Linked DNA regions of Mus musculus: region 2 is linked to region 1. A link is a contact called in public HiChIP or PLAC-seq data. All regions are on one chromosome and are shown on one strand. The core of a region is the stretch at or near the end of the contact, and the rest is flanking DNA. Distances in the headings are between cores, read along the strand shown. Region 1 overlaps Disc1 (disrupted in schizophrenia 1). Region 2 overlaps Sipa1l2 (signal-induced proliferation-associated 1 like 2).

Region 1 (4,349 bases), core at 607-3,106:
TGGCTGAGGCCGAGGGTGCAATAGGTACCACATAACCTTGATTGTGCCAACTGGATTAGAAAAGCAGGCTTTCTCAGCCATGTGTCGGACCTACAGAATGCAAGCGCAGGCTTTCTAAGGCCGCCACCTTCAAGATGTAAATGGGCCTCTGCTCCACAAGAGCACTTGATGCTCCTGCAGAAGCGCCCAGGATGCAGTTCCCAGCACCCACATGACACTCACCAGCATATCTAACTCCATTTTCAGGGGATCCCATGCCCATACCTGTCTTGCCCTGGCACCAGTCATGTGGGCGGTACATAGGCATAAATGCAGAAAACACACCTATACACGTAAGGTAAATAGATATAAAATGCATTTTTAAAAATTAAAGATGAAGGGCTGGAGAGATGGCTCAGCGTTTAAGAGCACTAACTGCTCTTCCAGAGGACCTGAGTTCAATTCCCAGCAACCTCATGGTGGCTCACAACCATCTGTAATGGGGATCCAATGCCCTCTTCTGGTGTATCTGAAGACAGCAACAGTGTACTCACATACATTAAATAAATAAATATTTTTTAAAAAATATTAAAGATGAAGAAAGACATGCAGTGTTGACCTTTGATCTCTACATGGTGTGGACACAGAAAAATGCATTCCCATTGGCAAGGACATATGTCAAGCTCACAAAAATACCACGCCATAGACAAAGCTGAGCAGGGTGGTACACACCTGTAACCCTAGCTCGCAGGAGGTAGAGAAACAGGAGGATATCTAGGGTTCTCCATCTAGGCAGCCTAGTCTAATTGGCAAGTTCCAAGTCTCAGTGAAAGAGACACGGAGAGACAGAGAGACAGAGAATGAATATGAATGAATGAATGAATGAATGAATGAATGAATGAATGAATCAGAAGTTTGTAGTTAACTCCTGAGATCTCACTCTGACTCCCCAAAGCCTGCCTCAGCCCTGAGCCTTGCCTCCCTCCAAGTTCATCCTTTCTCCTTTCTCTTTGTTCCAAACTGAGATGATGACTTTGGTGACAGGCAGTTAAATGACAGATTTCTGTTCCCTGTTACTTTATAACCACATATTTGGCCCATTACAGCTCTGGGGTAGCTGATGTGGTCATTTTGCTATCCTAGTGTCCCCTGTCTCTCTGTCACCCCCTGCCCAGAACCATGCTCACCACAGTATCAGAGCCCCACCAGCTTGGAGCACCCACCAGCTTGGAGCACCCACCAGCTTGGAGCACCCACCAGCTTGGCTTCAGAATTCAAACGGGAACAGAGGGAGCCCCAGAGGGACAGCTGTCCCTCCACCTTCTGCAAAGCTGGCAAGAGAACCACTAAAGAGCTGGGGATCCCTGTCGCAGAGAACACTGCGTTCTGGCCGCTGCGGCCGGCCGGTGGAAAGGCTCACAGCTTCACATCCTAAATGAGTCTGGCAAAACCTTATTGTCTTTTGGGACAAAAGACTTCCAATTATTTTGTAACCCAAATGCCACCAGTTAAGTAGCTGTCCTATTGTTCAAAGAGCATTCCCAAGTAGAGAGTAACTTGCTAAAAAATGATTCTTTCCAAATGCCTGTGTGTCACCCTCCTGGGGTCCTGACACTGTAAACCCCAACTGCTCCAGCCATGGCCTGTAAGTCTGGAGAGCCACAGGCCCATTGCCTACAGATTAAGACCAGACAAAGGAAAGTTTGTACCTGCCTAGGGACACACATACACACACACACACACACACACACACACACACACACACACACACACACACACACACACACACCATACCCTGCAGCCGGGCCTGTGGCTCCAAGATGCTAGGGAAGGGACAGACAGATGCTTGAAACCAAGCTAGGTGTCAAAGGGCCTCTTTGAACAGTCCAACAACTCCCTGGAAACCCTGGCTGAGAGGATGCTGGAAGAGAGAGTTCTCAGGGAGGAAGCTAACACTTCAACAAGGGAGCCTCAAACTGCTAGTCACTGCTCAGTTAAAATGACCCAGAGCAGCTGGAGGCTGTGCCGATAAAGATGGAGCATCGGTGGGGAGCTTTAAACTGGCCACGGAACTAGAGATCACTGGTGACAAGAAATAGACTTGGCTGTGTTCCCTGGCCAAAAGCTGGCCAAAGCCCAAAAGGTCAACTCACACTGCTCAGCACTGTCGGCTGCCTCTTACCTCAAATACCCAATCTGAGTTTGTGGCCACACAGAAGAGCCTTTACCTGACTACAAACTTAAAGCCAATATGAATATAAAGAGATTAATGATTTCTTCCTCAATTGCCCTGAGAAGGTGAACTACTTTTGCCAGAGGTTCTCTTTATCCTAGGCTGAGTGTCCATGCTACCACAATAAAGACCTCATAGGACCAGAGCAAAGTGGGATGCTGAGCTTGGTGGGAAGCAAGGACCGACAAGCTCCTGGCTGTCCGCTGGAGACACAAATGAAGCTCGCTGTGCTTCAGGGAAAAGGATGGCACGTTCATCTTAGGAGTTACTCAGTATGAACCCAAAGTAATAAGGAAGGTTGAGGCCATGTTTGAAAGCATACTGGGTTTACCTTGCTGTCAATGTTACAGCACAGAGCTGCTAGAGAGATGACTTAGCGGTTAAGAAGGCATATTTCAAGACGGGAGAGATGGCTCAGTGGTTAAGTGTGCTGGATGCTCCTCCAGAGGACCTGAGTTCAGTTCCCAGCATAGGCACAATTGCCCACAATTGTCTGTAACTCCAATCCCAGCGGAGCCAATGCCCTCCTCTGGACTCTGGGACTCATGTGCACATAACCCCCACACCACACACGTCTGTGTAATTTTGAAAAATCATAAATATTTGATATTACGAAACAGAAAGACTAAAAATAGCAAGCTTCTCTGCCATTGCCCATGCCTACAAACAAGCACACACACACACACACATCACCACCATCATCACCAGGGTGGAGAACTGTACTAGCTATTCGTAGTAGTAACTAGAATTAACCAAAACCCAAGATCCTGGTTACACCTGTGAGGACTGGATCATTTATCGTAGGTGGGAGGATCCACCTTTAATCTGGGCCACACCTGGGGGGGTGGCAGCCTGCATAAAGGACATGGAGGAAGGGATCTTCTGTTCTCTGCCTGCTTGCCCTTACTCTCACTGACAACTTCATTCCTTCACTGACTTTAGAGCCCACTGCTTTGGGATTCTGACACATACTGAAGGCACCAGAGACACCCAGCCTTGTGGACCGCATAACTACTGAGCCTTGGCCTTTCATCGGGAGACAGCCACTGTTGGACCAGTCAGACCACAGCCTGTAAGCCACTCTAATAAATCCATTTTTACAGAGAGATTCATTCTACTGATTCTGTCTCTCCAAAGAACCCTGAACAACACAGTAGCCAAAAGAAGGTTCTAGAACTGAAGCCATGACACTGTCCCACGCTTCTCTCTTTTCTCCCAGAAACGTCCACCAGGTGTGTAAGAGTGGAACCTGGAGAACCGTCGTTTGCTGACTCCCAACAGGATACTTTGAGAAGCACAAACTTGGGGTTTTGCTTTCCCTGGTCCTCTCCGAGGCTTCGATTCACTTCCTCCAGGATATTTTCAGTACTTTTTTACTAAGCTAACATACACACAACAAGATTTATCGTTCTTACCACGTATAAGAGCTGAGTTCAGTGGTGCTGGGTACATTCACACTGTTGTCCAGTCATCGCTACCATCCATCCACAGGAGTTTTTAAACATCTTCCCAGAATGAAACATGATCCCCGTCCAAGACTGGCACCCTCCTACTCCTCCTCTGGACCCTGGTGAACACCACTCTACTTTCTGTGTGTACAGGTTTATTAAATCATTAGGCAGAGCCCAAGCCTGTTCTAAAGCCGGAAGTCTGTCTGGAAGCCAGTTTTCCTAACATGAGACTTCTCCCAGTGAGACCATTATCCCAATGCTCTGATAGCCAAGGAAAAGGCACAGGTGTCTCTTTGGATTATCTTTGTTCCTCCAGGACAGTTACTAGGGTGGCCCAGGGTGTGATCTCAGGATCCCTTGGTCCCTGCCCAACCCTGACCAAGAGCTTCCCATTTTGACCCGCCTTTCTGGGTCCGGCTTCCTCCCCTTTTCAGACCTGAGGCAAGTGTCAGTCAAGGGTTACCAGCATGCAGCAGGTGTCAGTTCAAGGCTCCTTGAAAGAGCCACCCCATGGTCAAGATTCTGCAAGAGTTACTGACTGATTAGAGCCTTGTGGTTCTGAAGAGTTGGAATGCTACAGATCAATAGCCCAAATCATCCTGGGTTACCGTTAATCCCCTTGATAGTTATCCACTGCCCACTCTGTCTGTGTCTGTTATCAGACAGCCTTTGAGACCTACACCAGA
Region 2 (4,349 bases), core at 986-3,485, 420 kb before region 1:
CAGCATACAGGGCTGGGTCCTGTAGCCTCTGTAGTTACTGCAAGCATCTCTGTCCTTTGTCAGTTTTCTCCATGCCTCTGGCTCTCCAAGGCCCCTTGGTCTCTGTGGAGGTGCATGCCTCTGCTAACATTCACCTGCCCGCATCTTTTCTCCAGTCCTGTGCTAACCCTCCTTTCCTTACAGCCTTCCTCTCTGGGTGGATGCCATCCCTGTGTGGTGTGCCACCTCCTTGCAGTTTGTCTGGGCACAGGCATTGTACTGTGTTCCACTTTGAATGTGGTCTTCACAAGGTGAGCAGCTGTCTCTCTTCAGGGACACTACCGCAGTGCTGGCTTGCTACCAGTCTGAGCAAGGGCTTAGTTCATGTTTGCTGCAAGAGTAAATGAACAGTGTCTTAATTGAGTTTGTTCTTGTTTGTTTGTGTCTTCTGTGAGTCTTCTTCGCACTGTGGGAAGGTACCTGCCACACAATAGAGCCATTTGGGTTCCAAGTTCATTGTGAATTGAGCAAAGGCTGCCAGGAGACAGGAAGAACGGAGGGGGTTGTTTGCAGTCTGTGCTGGTCCCAGGGCTGGGGGTGGGGCTCCTCTGTTGTGCCTGCTCATCCTGCGAGCCCAGCACAGCCCCAGAACAGCTCTGTCCGTGCCTCATAGAAGTCACTAAAGCCAGGGAGGCTCTGCCTTCAGCATCCATCTCCATGATTACTGCACTAATATTCATTTGAGTATTTATTTTCCTTTTGCTCAAGTAATTACGCTGCAGCAAAGCTTGACTGTAAAAAGTGGATTATGTAATTACCTCTCTAGAAAATTGGCTTTCAACTTGCACTTGGGATTCGTGTTTGAAAAGACCGAGGTTCTGCTGTGGGACACATGCCGGGTCTTTCCTGGGCTGTTGTGTATCTGGAGGTCACCTCTGCACAGCATAGGTGTTCCACAAACCCTGTGATATCATTTAACTTGGGTTACCACATACGTCCAGAGTCAGGTCCAACCAGTTAGAAGAGTCAAAAGTGAAAAACAGAAAAAATGAGATTCATTTTCTGTGGCTACATCGAGAGGAGGGACAAAGAGATCCAGGGAAACCCCCAAGTCTGTCTTTGGGTTCCTAGAATGGGAATTAAGTCTAAACAGGGGCTGGAGAATGTGCCTATCTCAGCAGCCATAAGGGCCCTGCCCACCTCAGCCACGCTCACTGACCCAGCTTCTCTGGGCTTCAGTTGCATCTGTCAGGTGGGCTGAGTTATTAGAACTGTGTGAAATTACTGTCTGTGTCTTAAATGGAAAGACGAGCCCGGAGCCTCCTCAGTCACACACTCTGGGCCAACAGGTCAGGACTGTTTCATGCTCCATAGACATGGGTCTTTTCCACGTGGTCTTAGGGAAACAGAAGAGAGACCGAGAGAGGAGAGGATTGCAGACAGAAAACTCTGTCTTGGCCGGGTCACGGTTGGCTTGGGTCACGGTTGGCTCATGCTGTCTCTGAAGGGAACTAGGTTTGAGTTACTTTGGTGTTTTGACATGGGGTATCATGTAGCCCTTCCTACATAGCTGAGGTTGGCCTTGAACTTCTGATCTTCCTGTCTCTGTTTCCTGAGTGCTGGGATGTGGACTCCACACAGCTTTCTTGATGTGTTCTGAGAACTGGGTGGACACAGATGGGTCCGTTTGTTTGTCTGTAATACTATTCTCTCTTTCCCTAAAGTAATTGAACTTACAAAGGTTCTTACATGGAAGGAAACATCAAGCTGATTGAACTAGCAGCCTGTAGAATGGGGGGAGCTTTGTCTGCTGTGCATCTGATAAGGGTTAATGTCTAAATTACATGATAAACTAAAAGAAATTCAGCACCTGAAAATACCCAGTAAGTCACAGACAGACACTTCTCAAGGAGGAGTGCAGGAGCATAAATACAGAATAATATCCAACATCTTTGCACAGAACATATCTTGCAAGGTAGGGTTCATCAGACAGGTGACTAGAAGACAGCTCAGGAGTAGAGGCTGTCTGAATTCTGACGGTTGGGTGGAGCCCAGGAGAGACCCCTGGTTGCTTCCTTCAGAGGGATGAAGGTCTTTCCCCCAGGACCTTGAACTAGTTCTTGTAAGAGTGAAGTGTTAGAGGTGGGAACCCCAACCCTGAGCTCCTGGCTCCCTGCTCATCCTGAACCCATGCTCAGAAGCCTCCAGAACTGGAACTAAACTTCCCCCTATTTAGTACCCAGCTGCAGGAACCTCATTTTAGTAACAGAAAGCTGACTGGGCTCCCTAAGACAAGATCTGGGGAAGCCAGCCTCTTCCTCCCACTGCCTTCTGCGGATGCTGGCCTTCTGCCTGTTGTTTTCATCTGAGTCTTGGGTATTTGTGTATATGTGTTCCTGTGTTTGTGTGGGGCATCCCATGTGAGCACGTGTGGGCTAGGCCAGACAGCAACTCCATCGGGGTTGTTCCTTAGACACTGGCAAGTGGGTGTTGGAGACAGAATCTGTCACTCAGCCTGAAGCTCATTGATGAGGTTAGAGTGGCTCTGCAAGCGGTCTCCTGACATGTCTTCATGATACACAGAGCAAACAAGTAAGTAAGCGCCATACGGGGCTTAAGAGTGACTGAGCAAATCCCTCATGTGGATGTCCAGCCTGCGTGTACATGCACACACACATATGTACATGCTTACACACAGACCATCCTTCACATACATATACACACGCATGCCTACAGACATACCCATACAACACACACATGCGTACACACATGCTGGGATAAAAAAGGAATCTTGCCTCAACTTCTCATGTGAGGATTGCAGATGTGAACCACATCCTGCCTCTGTTTGGATTCTTTCTCTATATAATTGCGTTTATCAGAATAAAAAGCCACATGTTGGCCGGGCGTGGTGGCACACGCCTTTAATCCCAGCACTTGGGAGGCAGAGGCAGGAGAATTTCTGAGTTCGAGGCCAGCCTGATCTACAGAGTGAGTTCCAAAACAGCTAGGGCTACACAGAGAAACCCTGTCTGGAAAAAAAAAAGCCACATGTTCTAGTTTAGAGACAGGAGAATGGTTCTACATATATATAATTGCTCTCTTCAGACACACCAGAAAAGGGCATCAGACCCCATTACAGATGGTTGTGAGCCATCATGTGGTTGCTGGGAATTGAACTCAGGACCTCTGGAAGAGCGGTTGGTGCTATGTGCTCTTAAACACTGAGCCATCTCTCCAGCCCAGATGTGTGGTTTGTGGGTAGGAGTGCTTACATGTGCTTAAGACACTGGGTGTTGATGATAGTAATTTTAGAATTAAGTAATCTTGAATAATAATGCTGGTTTTCTGGTTGTGTTTTATTTTCATGACAGAAAATCTTTCTCCAGGTCATGAGACTGCATTTGTGTAACACAATGGGACCCATCTGGGATGGAGGCATGGAAGGGTATTGGCTTCCGTGGGTCTCCTCAGTTTATGGTACTGTGTGGCTCCAGACTGTCCTTTGGGCAGTAGGGACACTTGGAGCTAGACAGAGACACTACAGTGCTGCGTCTCTCAGCACAGCCTGAGAGCACGAGCCCATAAAAATCCCCTGGAGTAGCTCTTGCTGGTTCTTGGGTCCCCTGGAGTAGCTCCTTGCTGGTTCTTGGACAGCTTGGCTGTGTCTGCAGAAGTCGCAGGTGGTAAAGCCTGGCTTTGTCATGTGCAGCTTCCACTGTGTACAAACAAGGTGTGCTTCACACACTGCTCACAACCACGCAGGGAGGAAGAGATCTGCAGTTTTCTCTCTTCCCTTCTGGCGTCTTCTCCCCTCACCCCTGAGGCTAGACAAGTCTCACCTGTCTTAGGCTGACCAGCCTCGCACTTCCGTTCCTTGATTGGAAGCAATTGAGAAGTTGGGCTGCTCAGCTGTGTGGACAGACACGAGGATGGGTTCTGACATTTGCTTTCCGTCAGCTCACTCTTCTGATACTTGTTGGGAATCTCTTTGCGTTAAGGCTTTGCGTAAAGGGGACACATGGCCAAGGACTTCTGTGGCATTGAGTCTTGAAAACTCTCCATGCAGTTTTATGGTGTGGTGTGGGCTGTTTCTTAGTTCTGCTCAGGCCTATTGTTTATATTTTGAGTGCTTCTAGCATGTATTTATGTGTACCACATGTATGCATTGTCTGCTGATGCCAGAGAGGGCGTTGGATCTGGACCTGGAGTTATAGACAGTTGTTAGCTACCCAAAGTGGGTTCTGGGACTCATTCTCAGACCTCTAGAAGAGCAGTCTGTGCTCTGAAGCACCGAGCCGCCCCAGCCTGGGATGGGGGTGGGGCTGTTAATTTAATACCTGTTTTCTCTTGTCCTGAGAGTTTTTGTTAAT

What was found. HiChIP or PLAC-seq counts read pairs in DNA pulled down with a chosen protein or histone mark.
Region 2: a contact with region 1 is called in an H3K27ac HiChIP or PLAC-seq map of microglia, with 5 times the contacts expected there. The contact joins two enhancer-like sites. A contact is called at or near these places in 1 of 39 promoter capture datasets (cranial neural crest) and 2 of 115 datasets of contacts at active chromatin or transcription factors (cardiomyocytes and microglia).

The regions. Positions count from the first base shown.
Region 1 is chr8:125,081,643-125,085,991 of GRCm38.p6, reverse strand. The region is part of intron 1 of Disc1 (disrupted in schizophrenia 1); the gene reads right to left. Among named protein-coding and RNA genes, the nearest start is that of Disc1, 30 kb to the right of the region's middle. RefSeq lists an enhancer at 1,072-2,628. Within about 2 kb of position 1,856, at least 84 of the 459 cell types and tissues checked have an H3K27ac peak or open chromatin away from gene starts, as enhancers often do. A contact at or near this core is called in microglia, where this site is marked.
Region 2 is chr8:125,501,002-125,505,350 of GRCm38.p6, reverse strand. All of the region lies in intron 2 of Sipa1l2 (signal-induced proliferation-associated 1 like 2), which reads left to right. Among named protein-coding and RNA genes, the nearest start is that of 4930566D17Rik, 19 kb to the left of the region's middle. Within about 2 kb of position 2,235, at least 30 of the 459 cell types and tissues checked have an H3K27ac peak or open chromatin away from gene starts, as enhancers often do. A contact at or near this core is called in microglia, where this site is marked.